Regions from separate parts of the Mus musculus genome. Here region 2 is linked to region 1. The links are chromatin contacts, called in public promoter capture Hi-C maps. All regions are on one chromosome and are shown on one strand. Each heading gives the region's core, a stretch centred on a gene start, on an enhancer-like site or on the middle of the called end of the contact. The rest is flanking DNA. Distances are from core to core; before and after follow the strand shown.

The links. Promoter capture Hi-C pulls out the DNA fragments that hold promoters and counts their contacts.
Region 2: a promoter capture Hi-C map of pre-B cells shows a contact between it and region 1. The contact joins the promoter of Capn5 here to the promoter of Kctd21 in region 1.

The regions. Positions count from the first base shown.
Region 1 is chr7:97,328,405-97,334,726 of GRCm38.p6, reverse strand. It overlaps Kctd21 (potassium channel tetramerisation domain containing 21), which reads right to left and starts at 2,404. Exons shown (of 2, transcript NM_001039039.3): 1 at 2,356-2,404. Usp35 (ubiquitin specific peptidase 35) reads left to right here and starts at 2,618. Exons shown (of 11, transcript NM_001177412.2): 1 at 2,618-2,890.
Region 2 is chr7:98,174,680-98,181,001 of GRCm38.p6, reverse strand. It overlaps Capn5 (calpain 5), which reads left to right and starts at 2,728. Exons shown (of 13, transcript NM_007602.4): 1 at 2,728-2,958. Gm16938 (predicted gene, 16938) reads right to left here and starts at 3,808. Exons shown (of 3, transcript NR_045972.1): 1 at 3,514-3,808; 2 at 1,592-1,677.

The DNA of each region.
Region 1 (6,322 bases), core at 1,155-3,654:
GGGTTGAGATATGGCTGTCTGGGCCTTGTTTCTGACAACAGCATCCTCCTGAGCCTAGCATCTGTGGCTGTCAAGTGGCAGGAAGGAGACTCCTGCTGTGCAGCCAAGGTGTGCTGAGCATGGGCAGAGAGAACCAATGGGACTTCTGGGGTAGAGGACAGCATATGGTCTTTGCCCAGAGTCAGTGTTTGTGGTAGGCTCTCCGAGGGAAGATGGTGGCGGCCAGGAAAACCATGACAGTTCAAACTGTGATAGTTACTCAACATGCTAATTTCTACTCCCCCCTCCCTCCCTCTCTCCTCTCTTTCTGTATTTCAAGACTGGGTTTGTCTGTGTAGCCCTGGCTGTCTTGGAACTCACTCTGTAGGCCAGGCTGGCTTTAAACTCAGAAATCCGCCTGCCTCTGTTGCCCAAGAGCTGCGATTAAAGGTGAGAGCCACCACTGCCTCATGAAATAGACACTCTCGTAGGCTTTATAGACCAGCATGACAGGCCCTTCCCTTCCTCTGCAACTTGACTTCTAGCCTCCCCTTGGCCAGGATTTTGAAGGAAAAATCTCATCAGGCTGCCAAGCCTCACCTGTAGCACCCACACCATCCTTTTTGACTCAAAGCACTTTATGCTCAGTACTTAGCACAGTACTTTATGCTCAGTACTTAGCACAGTTAACCTAAGTAGGAGCCTGGCTTCCCTGCTGAAGAAATCCCTTGCTATCCCCAGAAACTGGGGCTGGGCAGGGAGTAGGGAAGACATTTTTTTTTTTTTTTTTTAACTTTGTTTAGTTAGACCTATCTTCACCTTCCCGGACTTGTGCACCAACAGGACTATTTATGTCCCTGTTTTGGAGATAAACACTTTAAAACTTTTCATTTTGAAAATACTCCCTTGAATTTTCACTTTGGAATCAAATGTGTAGGACAATGTCTAATTGGCTGTCATGCTGCCAAGGCCATGGTGGCTTCCACTGTGCAGGGGAAGGGACAGAGCACCGGGTTCAAGTGAGTGACGACTGCCGATCACCTAGCAGCTTCCCAGCCTTACCCAGGGTGATCTCCAGGATAGGGCTTTGGCCCAGAGCTCTGCAGACTTCCCCTTCATCCTTTCACACCCAACAGCTGACGGCCACCTTGCCCTGTCCTATCTCTGAGAGGCCTACAGGCTGCTCCCCTCAGTTCACACAAGGGGCACTGGGATTTGTGCCCATCAGGGCGGGGTGGGGGTGGGCTGGAAGAAGAGACCACCCAACCTGAGGCATTTCCTTGCTTGCACAGAAATGCTTTGTTGAAGATGGTCCCAACACCATCCCTCAACCGCAGGCAGAACTTTCCCTAGCCACCCTGGCTCATCTTGTGGTTTTCCTCAGGCACCCACACCTCCTTTCAGCTTTCTCTTCCTGTGGCCTTCCCACTCCTCCCAACAGTGATAACTGTAAACAAAGGGCTTTCAAATAGCTCCAGCCTGAAGACACCATAGAAGGGTTGCCTTGTAGCTGGGCATTGAAAGTGCTAGGGCACAGGTCCTGGAGCACAACTTTGGATGGGTGGGGCATTGGATTGCCTTGTAGCTGGGCATTGAAAGTGCTAGGGCACAGGTCCTGGAGCACAACTTTGGATGGGTGGGGCATTGGGTTGCCTTGTAGCTGGGCATTGAAAGTGCTAGGGCACAGGTCCTGGAGCACAACTTTGGATGGGTGGGGCATCACAATGCTTGCTTCTTTCCTGTCACCCCAGACCAAACCTCTGTTTCCCCTGTGGGCAGAGAAAGGCAGGGTCTTTGAAGGCTTTTGGGGGCAAGTCACTTATCAGGTGTGTTGCTCAACTGGAAACAGTTATCACGGTGAGGCCTTGGCGGGATGTGAGTAGAATGAGTATGTGTGTGACGCACTGAGCTCCAGGGATGGGCTCTTTATTTCTAGTCACATGGAAAGAATGGTGCTGTGTACATCCACACGCCCTGGGTTCACTAGAGCTGGGAGGGGTCCCTGTCATCCCTGTGGTCCGCCTCGCGCTCGCCCACCTAACCCAGCACCCACTCCTCAGCTCTGGAACCGGTCCCTTCTGATCAAACAAGAGGTCCCCTTCTCACCTAGAGACTCGGCTCCTCTTCCTAACCCACCAAAGGCTCCTCCCACAGCGCATCCCTTTCTCCAGCCCCGCCCCTCAGGTGGTTCGGTCTACCCCCTCACCCCGAAACGCGCCCCTCCCCCGCGGCCACGGGCGGGGCTACCCCATTTCACAGATGAGAACAGCGAGGCTGCGACAGATGACCTTTCACGGCAGGACAGGTGCCCGGAAAGACATGTATGCGTCCGCTGGGTCCAGAGCCCTCCCCGAAACCCCTGCGCACCGCACCCACCTCCTGCCCTCGCTCGGCAGCCTCCCCTCCAGCCAGCGCAGCTTCGCTAGGGGGTGGGCCGGGCTGGGGCAGGGGCGGGTCGTCCCGGGCCGCGCGCTGGCCGCCGGGACTTGTAGTCCCCTCTGCGTTCCTTCCTGTGCCGCGTGCCGGGCCCGGACTCCACCTCCCAGGAGGCTACGCGGAGAGCCAGCCCCCTACTGGCCCGCCCCGCCGGCACTGGGACCAGCTGGCCTTAAAGGGGACGCGGCCCGACTGGGAGCTCGCAGGGTAACCCCCGCTGTGGCTCCGCCCCGTTTCCCCGCACCTCACCCCTCTCCCAGTTCCGTCCCGCAGCTCTGAGACCGCGCAGTTGCACTGCCCAGGTCCATCTAGGGTTGTGCGGAGCGGGGTGGGTGGAGTTGGACATCACAAAGTAGCAGCAGCATCCCTGCGGTCTGGGACCCCTCGGTAGGGGAGCGGAGGACCCGCCCTGACCTCGACTGGCCCAGCCTAGTCTAGTCCGGCCCATGCGCCCCGCCCAGGAGTGGGTTCTAAGGTAAGGCCCTCTGAAGTCTAGGAGTTAAGGGGGCTTTGGGTGTTTGAGTGCTCATGTCGGGGGGCGGGGGCAGTGTCTGCACTCTTGACATTTCGAGTGCTCCTTACTTATCTTTAGGACTCTGAGAGCACGAGATTGGAAGGTGGGGGATCTAGGTGCTTCTGGGCCTTTGCTGTGTGACCTTGGCCTTCTAACTGCCCCTCTCTGAGCCTTAACCATCTCCTTCATCAACTGAGTAGTTCCAGCTTCTGTACCTCTCAGTCCTGAGAGCAGCCACAACTAGAACCATGACGCCTGGCAATCTTTTTGCGGAGAACCCCCAGTCTGGGCTAAACAGGCGTAAGGAAGGAAGAGAGGGGGCCCAACTGGAGTAGACACTGAGGATCCAGAGGCAGTCTGATCATCTTTGTCCTGGAGTCCGGGGGCCTTGACATCGCTTGCAGATTGCAGAACTGAAGCTTAAGCGCCTGTCCTCCCTCAGAGAAAGTCTGGGCTGGGAGTGGGGGCTGGGTTAGCAGAGGTTAGTGAGTGGTGGCTCTGTAATCAGGGGCGAGTGTGGACAGTCCCAGAGGGGACTTCTCTTCATCTTCTCTTCCATCTCTCTAATTCCTCTTCAGTAACAGGGTTGTTCTTGCCTGTCACTAGCAAAGCCCTCACTCCTGTCTTTCCAGGACCCAGCCTGGGGCTGGTCGAGGCCTCCTAGGGGGAAGGGTGCCATGCTAGGGTTGCCTTGGTAAGACACTGAGTTAAAACACATTCTGCTGCCAAGAGACCCGAGTGAACCCTGGCGTCCATAGGAGTCAGGGTGTGGGGGCATGAATGTGAGGGGCTGAGAGGACAGCAGATGAACCCCCTCCTCCCCAACGCAGGGCAGGGACCTGCAGACCCTCCCTCCTCCCCTTTGAGGAGATCTGGGAACAGCAGATCCAGGGGCTAACCAGGAGCTGGGGTTTCTTATTGTTTTTTCTGCCTTGTTTGTATGGGCCATTTCTGGAATGGCTGAGTCTTCTTTGGCCTCTGTGAGGTATCTCGCAGATGTTCAAGGGTCATGGATATTAGAGTCCAGGCCCAGGCTGAGGAGGGACAGGGACTGGCCTCAAGGTAACTCTGTCTCTGGATACTACTTTTCTGGTCACATCTTTGATTTTTATCTCGTTTTGTTACCAAATGTCTCTCATCAATATCTAGGCACACCTAGATACATGGCCACCTCTGCCCCTGGGCACACTATCATCCTGGGCGCTGTGTACAGAACAGGATTGGATCTACTTCCTCCAGAGTCAGACCCTAGCCAGGTAGGAGAGAGAGCGTGCTGGAGCAAGTTAGACTGCAGAGGATGAAGGAGCCAAGGCGGCCTGGGAACCGGAGCTTAGAGACTCGCTCTGTGGAGGGACAGGGAATGGCTTGTGAACTGGGCATTGCAGGATGAGTCAGAATTAGCCAGGAAAGAAGAGGCAAGCCCTTTCCCATAGAGAGGACAGAAACAAAACAAAACAAAACAAAACAGCCTTTCTCCAATTTCCATCTATGCCTAATATCAGTGTGGTGTCACATAGACAGCCCAAGTGGCAGGCTTTCGAGTATGGGCTTTGACTGAGGGGCCTAGTGGCCTTGAGGGTCTGAGTAGCCAGGCAAGAGGGAACTTTTCAGAAATGAGGTTAATCTGATGGCATTGCTGAGGGAGAGAGGCTGAGGAGGTGATGGAGGTTGAGCTCAGGACCCCCCTAACCCCCATGGTGATAGGGAAGAGCCAGGTTCTCCGAAGCACAAGCAGGGGACTGTCAACACACAGCTGAAATGCCAAGGGTTATCCATGAGGGACAGATGAAGGCTCAGGGCCTTCTGGGTGGGGTGTTCCCTCTCCCGGGTTCCTGGAGCATCCACACAGAGTGTGCCTGGACACCAGGCTGGCAGGCTGGCAGGCTGGCAGGCTGAGGGCACAGACTCAGGGTTTGGGCAAGGGCATCAGCCATGCTGGGGAAAGGCCAAGAGGTAAGTGGCCAGTCACCTTCCATTTGGGTTTCAGAGGCTGAGAGTTGAAGGGGTCTCTTTCTCTGTCACCAAGGCTACCATGGAGGTGGTGTCCAGCGCAATTAAAAATCTGGACTGCTGTCCTCCAGGCCTTGTGACAGGAGGATGGATCGAATGAGAGAGTGAGTGAGGTTCAGGAGACTACTGTCCTAGTCCAGGCAAGGAGTGAAGAGAAGCTGATGGGGGCGGGTTGGGGGAGTGGGGGTGGGAAGGCTGGAGCTGAGCTGCCGAGGGGAAGAGTTGAACTGAAATCCCTGCCTGCTTCCCCTCACAGCACCGGTGTGTTCCCTCCATGACAGATGACCAAGTCTTAGGAGTTGCAGGCCCAGAACAGCTCCCATTTGCCTGTGAGAAAGCTGAGATGCTAGGAAGCGCTTAGCCTCAGGCGAGCTGGTGGTTTCTGAGCGGAAGCTCTGGACACAGGCTCTGGGAAGGGAGGAGGGCTGCTCCACTTGGTATGGAGCAGCTGGCTGGATGCAAAGCCTGTGTAGACAAGCCATCCCTGCTGGGTAACCCAGCTTCTCCTGAGGAGGGCTGGTGGCCCACAGCTTCTTCTGGGAGGGAAGAGTGCCGGCTGATTCTGCCGTGGCCTGGAAATGTGTGCCCCCCTCTCCCCTACTCCTGCCCTCCTTCTCCGGCCTGCGATTGGAGTCAGGTGAAGAAGAAACCTCTGAAGCTCTTGTTGCATGAATGCATCCAGGATCTCACAGAGTGGGTTTACTGGTAACCATGGTGACAGATGACCCGACTACTTGCGTAGGCGGTGTGGCAGGTAGCAGGGCTTGTGCAGAGGCCAAAGACTGAGGAAGGCTGGCTTCTGTGACTGGAACTTCAGGTGGTTCTGATGGACTGGGCTTCCTTCCAGCTGCCAGGTGCAGCCTACCTGATGTAGTATCAGGCAAAAGGGCGGGGAGTGGCAGGTGCTCGCTCCGTCAATCCGTTTCTGTGGTTTAGCCAAACGCCATTTATCCCGTGGCTCATAGGCTTCGCTCAAGGTCACACAGTACAGGTCTCCATTTCTACTTTGATTTTTGAAAAATGGTCTTCTAGAACCTTCCTTGGCTCCAGAATTCCATTTATGCCTGTCCTGTGCCCTGGCCCGCTATACATGATGCCAAAATCTCATTGATTAAGGTTTCTTCTTAGCAGCATGAATGCCTTGCTTTCTTGGCAGCCTGGGTTAAAAAGCAGGACCCACCCAGCAGTCCAAGAGGCAGAGGAAGCTGATGACAGCAACTGCCTTGTCCTAGGTCCTGCCTAAGAAAGAGGGCCAAGGCTGACATGGGTGGTGGGGCATTTTATTTCTTGTTAATTCTACGTACTAGGTTCTATTCCTGAGGCACACCTCTAGCCTTGAGACTGGTCTTTAAATGTCCACGGGGGTCACGTTTTGCACTGCCT
Region 2 (6,322 bases), core at 1,479-3,978, 850 kb before region 1:
AGAAGAGGAAGAAAATAAAGGAAGGAAGGAAGGAAGGAAGGAGGGAAGGAAGGAAGGAAGGAAGGAAGGAAGGAAGGAAGGAAGGAAGGAAGGAAGAAAACCCGATCATGGGGGCTGGTGAGATGGCTCAGTGGGTAAGAGCACCCGACTGCTCTTCCGAAGGTCCGAAGTTCAAATCCCAGCAACCACATGGTGGCTCACAACCATCCGTAATGAGATCTGACTCCCTCTTCTGGAGGGTCTGAAGACAGCTACAGTGTACTTACATGTAATAAATAAATAAATAAACCTTTAAAAAAAAAAAAGAAAACCCGATCATTATGAATTTCACCTGGGAAACTCTGTAACACTATTACTCAGGAACAGTAATGATGGTGTTACTGACCTGAGCAGAGAAGATTCTGATTCTGGGCATTGGTGAGAGGCATAGAGCTCTGCAGAGCTAGGTAGAACGGGTTCTGATTCTGACCAGTAGAAGGGATGGGGCTATCCCTGGAAGGAATGAGTCCCCAGTTACAAGGGACTTTAAGTAGATCAAGGGGCCTACAGTGATGTCCTTTTCCTGAAAGCCAGGAGAGGAGAAGGAGAGGCCCAACACAAAATAGATAGAACCAGCATAGTTCGGTAGGTCTGGATCCCGGTTCTGCTGTTTACTAATTTTGTGACCTGGGGCATCTCCCTGAGGTTCAGGTCTGCCATTGACTAAGTGGGGCTAATAACTGTGAGAATTTAATGGAAAAACACCTAGCCATCAGGCTCGTTAATGGCACCATTAGATGACTAAGCTTATAAAAACCAATTGGCAGGGTCCTGAGGCCAACACATTGGCAAAGATGCATCATCCGCCCCCCAGAAAGCCTTGTTAGGTAGGCAGCCCAGCTCTTCCTGGCATGCCTTGATCTTCTGCTCCCCAAGGATCAGAGCCTCTGCTCCTCCATCAAGTCCAGATGCCCTCGACAGGTCGCTGTCTCTCTAGGTTTCTTCCCTCATCTGTCAGGAAGGTGGACGCTGCCAGAGATGGGCTCTGAGACAGGCCTCCCAGTCCAAGCCCGGTTCTAAGGCACCTGGGCCTAAACATCATGATGCAGGGTATGTGTCTCTGCTGCTGGAGACACTGTATCTTTATACAATGAGCAGGCTGGGCTAGAGGACAGTAACAGCTAGAGGGCCCCATAAGGACTTCCCAGGAGTTAAGCCAATGAGACCCCACGACTGCAGTGTGGGTGCTGCTTTGAGTTCTGCAGTACAGGTCTCATGTCCAAGGCCACACAGCTAAGGAGTCAAGGCAGAGCCCACGAATGAAACCAACACATAGTACCCTCTCCTGGCTCCATACTCAGAGCTATAGAAGAGAGTCAGAGCATTCTCTGGATACCATGGCTTTGTGGGCTGAAGAACACACTTTCCCAGACATGACCCCTGCTCTATCTCGGAAGATTTGAGAGGTGCCCTGACAGAGGTAATGCTACTTGCTACCTTGCTTGAGGACTTTGACTGAACCTTTTTGACATTTTTTGTCTCCACAATCACCATGTGCTTCTCCTAGAAAGCCCATTTTACAGACAAGGAAACTGAGACCATTAAAGGATATAGAACTTTCTCGGTAACTGGTGGAGTGAGCCCTTGATCCAGATCTGCTTTGTGGACCAAGGGCTTCTGGACAGAGACACGCTGAGGCTGTGTGGAGGCAATAGAAGAGCTTTTCTGTGGGGATGGAAAGAATGTAAAAACCCTAGGCCGGCGGCCATAGGCCAGGACTAGGGTAAATGGAGAGCGGAACCTAGTAGTCTTGGAACATTGTGCGTGGGTGGTGGTGGGTAGGGGGAACAGCAACATGGTTGGAAACTATTTGGTCAGTCAGGTAACCAGATGGAGCTACACTTAGGTGGCCAGGGACAGGGGTGAGGTAGAGGGCCGGATGACTGAGGTTGAGGTAATCATTAACAGAGACCAGGAAACTAGAGGGATGAGTGGGCCTGAGTTTCTGACCTGTGAGCGACTAGTATGACCAGGTCAGACAAGCTTTGTCTCTGTGGCCTTAGAGTGACCCAGCCTACTGTTGGCCAGCCCTGGTCATCTATAAATCTCCCTGGGATTCCCCCAAACCGCCTGGCCTGAGGAGATTGCAGTTTCCACTTCACAGAGTAAGAAACCAAGGCTTGGTGTATTCCAGGGCATTCTGAAGGCAGTCAGAGAGGGTCAAAAATCTGGGCCCTGCTGCTTTAGTCTACACTCAGAGCAGATAAATGCCCAGGACAGGACAGGTCTGGACAGGATAGGGCCAGCTTCCCTTAACTGACTGGGGCCCTCTGGACACCTCACCAGGGCCTACATTCCTCTTCTCCAGCTAAAATCTTGGGAATGGGTGTTTGGATACAAATGGAAAGGGAGTGGTTCTCATCTCATTGGGTCTTCCCATTCTCAGCTGCCCTGCCTTGGCCCTGTCTGAGCCCGGCTAAGATGCATACCCCAAGTCGGCCAACATTCTCTGCCAGCACTTAGTGGGGCACGCAGGTCCTCCAAGGCCAATGGCGAGGTAGGCAGCCAACGTCCCGGGATGCTCTCCTATCGCGGACAGCACTGGAGTGGGGTTTGAAGGAGTGTTGGGTCAGGGCCACCCTTTCAGTTTCGAGCCAGCACTATCGGGCGGCCTCAGGGAGGGGGGTGGGGGGGGGGAGGCACAGCCTCTCTAGTTCGCATGCGCAACAACCTCCCTTTCCCCGCCCCGCCCCACCCCGGGAGACCACGCCTCTGGCCTCCAATGGGAGGAGGCTGAGAGGAGGGGCGGGACAGACTGAAGCCCGGGGGTCCAAGTTCCAACCCCCGCCTGCGGGCTGCCGGGGTATCATCTCCCCGCAGAGTCCCAGGCTGTGGCGCGGGCTGGTCTAGCCTCCGCTCCAGTGCCCGCACTGTGCTCTGCATCCCGGGAGTCCAGCTCCAGCTGCGGCGACGCGGCAGGTAGGAGGCGCTGCGCGGAGGGAGGCGTGTGCGAGCGCACATTAGTGTGCGTTTGGGTGTGTGTGCAGGTGCAGCGCGGGCCAGTGCGTGCCTTGGGAGCACGAATCCGAGCAGGGGTTGTACATCCCGCGGATTCAGGGCTGGGAGTTGAGCGCTGGCCTGCAGGCCTAGGAGGCGGAGCCCCACCCCCACCCCACCCCCCAAAGATATGCCCGGGGCCCCTGAGCTCATCCCTACCTCCACCCGCAGCCCTGGGTGAGAAATCAACCTCACCTCCACCTGGGTGTTCTGAGGCCGCGTTCCCAGTGCAGAAGTGCTGGGGTGTGCTTATCACTGGTGGGCTAGACTCTAATCTTCCTTACAGGTCCCCTTTCCTGTCCTCACGCCTGTGCTCCTCAACCCATTAAACCTTCTAACCTTTCTAGATGTCCACATCCCATGGTTTGGAGTAGGCATGAGACCATGAGACCAAAGATCCCAGGTAGATGACCCTTCACCCCTTCTTGGCCACAATCCCCTAGTTGAATGGGGGTGGGGGGGGGGGCTCTTCCTTACCTTCAGGGCTGGGTGTGTGGCACTGGGAGCAAGGCGGGTCTGGCAGAAACTGGCTTTTTTCGGAGACAATTCAGGATTGATCCTATCTCCAGCTGTCAGGATTGGGGGTGGGGAGTGTAGGAAAGGTCCCCCTAAGGGGGCCCAGGGGTGGAGTGGGGCTGAAGAGCAATAACAGGTGCTCATTTGCCCTGGCAGTCTTTCCTGTGGTGAGAGTCAGCCCCAGACTTCACACAGATGAGCCCCAGCAGCAGAAGGGAAGGCAGCCTCTCTCTAAGGTGACCCAGCCAGAACTGGCACCCAGGATCCCAAGACACAAGCCTTGATCTCCTCTGTGCCAGAGGGTGGAACACTCAGCCAATGCCCAGGGCAGCTAAGTGTTCAGGGAGATCTTCCTGGGAAGCTCTGCTGTGCAAGGGAGGTTGAGGCCTCCCTGGATCCTTGCTGGTCCTTGCTGCAGGCTTAGTGTTTTGGGTGGAGGTGAAGAAGACCAGGGGGGGTCGGGTGTGGTGGGCCCAGCTGCTGCTACTGCCCTAGGCTGGGTCAGAGCTGAAGCCTGGGTGGAGCCTAACCTAAGAGGCTTCTCTTCCCACTGAGAGGATGGAGGGCCAACAGATGAGCTCCTGACTGGCGTGGTGAGAAGGCAGAGTCAAGCACAAGTCAGAGGGGCCATCCTTGCCTGGGAGCTGATGAGAGTTCATCTGAACAAGGACTAGGAAAAGTCCAACAAGGTGAAGAAAGGACCGTAGAGTCCAAACTACGAAACAGTCAGGCTAGGAAAGCTCACGGACAAACACAGGGTGTGACATTGAATGCCAGTCTGGACGGTGGGTGTGTCTGACAAGGACCATCTTTAGCTACCCTGGGGAAGAGGTTGCTATAGAGGTTACAGTAGGGAGAGCCCCACCCCCTTCCTGGCTGTTCTCAGCACCCACTGCAGGCTAGGTGTGACAAGTCAGGAGAGAACCCTCTGGGGCTCCCGGAACAGGAGTGGAAGGTCTAGGGGAAGCTTCACGGGCCCATTACTGGGTAAGAGCAATGTCTGCCTCTGAAACAGTACCAAACAGGTGGCAGTTGGGCATTGGTGGCAGGAAGCCTGTGGCTTTCAGTGGGACATCTGTGGGCTTCTCAGAAGCCTCTGCTGTCTCTGTCTTATTCTTCTCTAATTTCCCTGAATGCTCTTAGGATGGCTCTGAGATCTGGTCCCCCCAAAAGGAGGCCTTCCTTGTCCCCTCAGAGGGTGCTGGGAAGCCACTCTCCACCACCCTCTTGCCTGAACGGCCTGTCGTCTTCCTCCTGCAGACTGTCTCCTTGTCTTCCTGCTTGCCCATGGCCTTGAAGCAGAGAGCTTTGCCTGTGGCTCAGTTTCCCCTGGTGTGTGGAGTGAGGCTAAATAATACCTTGTCACAGAGACTTCAGGGTGATGATGGTGACATTAGACCTGGTCACATAGGCACTTTACTACGAGGTGTTTGGTAGCCAGCTGACAGCTTTGTCCCTGATCCCTTCATTGAGTAAAGAGAGGGTCATTTTCAGGCAAGAGGACTGGTCAGCATTGGTTTTTATTGTTTTGGTTTGGTTTTTGTTTTTTTGGTCTTTGTTTTTTTTTTGTTTGTTTGTTTTTGTTTTGTTTTGTTTTGTTTTGTTTTTCCTATTGAAGTGGGAGGCCCTCTTGGCTTTAATGAATGAAAGGACCTGTCAATCACTTCTAAGTTTCTGCTTACTGTTCTCTGTCAGATTGGCCAAATCTTCCCCACCCCATGCCCTGGAAGAAACAGGGTAGGGCAGCTGAGGGGTACCCTAGGTATGTTTTGCAAAGGGCTCATAGGTGTGAGCCCTGGCTGTCCCCAGTTACAGACAGCAGACTGTCACACCTTCTCCAAGTATCTCTGTGGGCTGGGCAGCCGCTGCTGGCCTCTGTAGCTGGTCTTGCTGATTGAGCCCTCCTCTCCCCTATCTCTCAGTGCCTGAGGGGCCCCTCCCAGCTACCCAAGTCCTCCAGACATCTCCTTTCAATTCTTGTTTTCTTATAGTCCCCTGAGGTCCCCAGCCTTGGCCTTCAGGACCCCCACCTTGGTAGCCTCTTTCTCTGGGTAGAGGTGCCAACTTGCCTCAGATCAGATGGAGCTACCAGCCTCCTTTAGGCCTCAGGCTCTGTCTTTCCTAGATCACTAAAGGCAGAATGGGCCACGTGTTTGGGGGGTACCAGCCTGGACCTCCTGAAGCCGATTCTTGAGCTTGGATATAAGGTTGTAGGATGTGTTTTTGCTGCCCAGTGATGGCTGAGTTGCCTGCCACACCCCATTGTCATTGTTGGGATCATGGTCCTTGGGCCTCCAGGTTTCCCAGAGCTGGCTGTAAGAGTAGGGTGGCCTATGGATGCATCCTGTGATCTTATGTCTCAGTGGGGCTCCTGGTCAGGTATAGAAGGTGCCAGTGTCCAGAATAGACCAGGGCCTATTCATGGGCATCAAGGTGCCTGTCACTACCAGGTGTGCACAGATGTGGGACAAGGGCTGGGAGCCTGCTCATATGTCCACTCCCACCCAGCCAGTCATCCTGCACTATGGTACCCTCTCCCCCCCGACTGGGTGGCTTCCTCCTGTCAGCCTGAGGTGGGACTCCATGACTTCTCACTAGTAACTGTAACAGGGGGTTCATGTTACACTGGGGGCAGTTTAAGCAGTAGGTAACAGTCGGGCCCCATCACTCACCCCATCCCCTGTTCCTCAACGACGGTTTTTTCCTTATAATCGCTGAACCCAAGAAGCCAGAAAGTCGGAAGCTTAAGACAATGTGGATCCATTCTTCC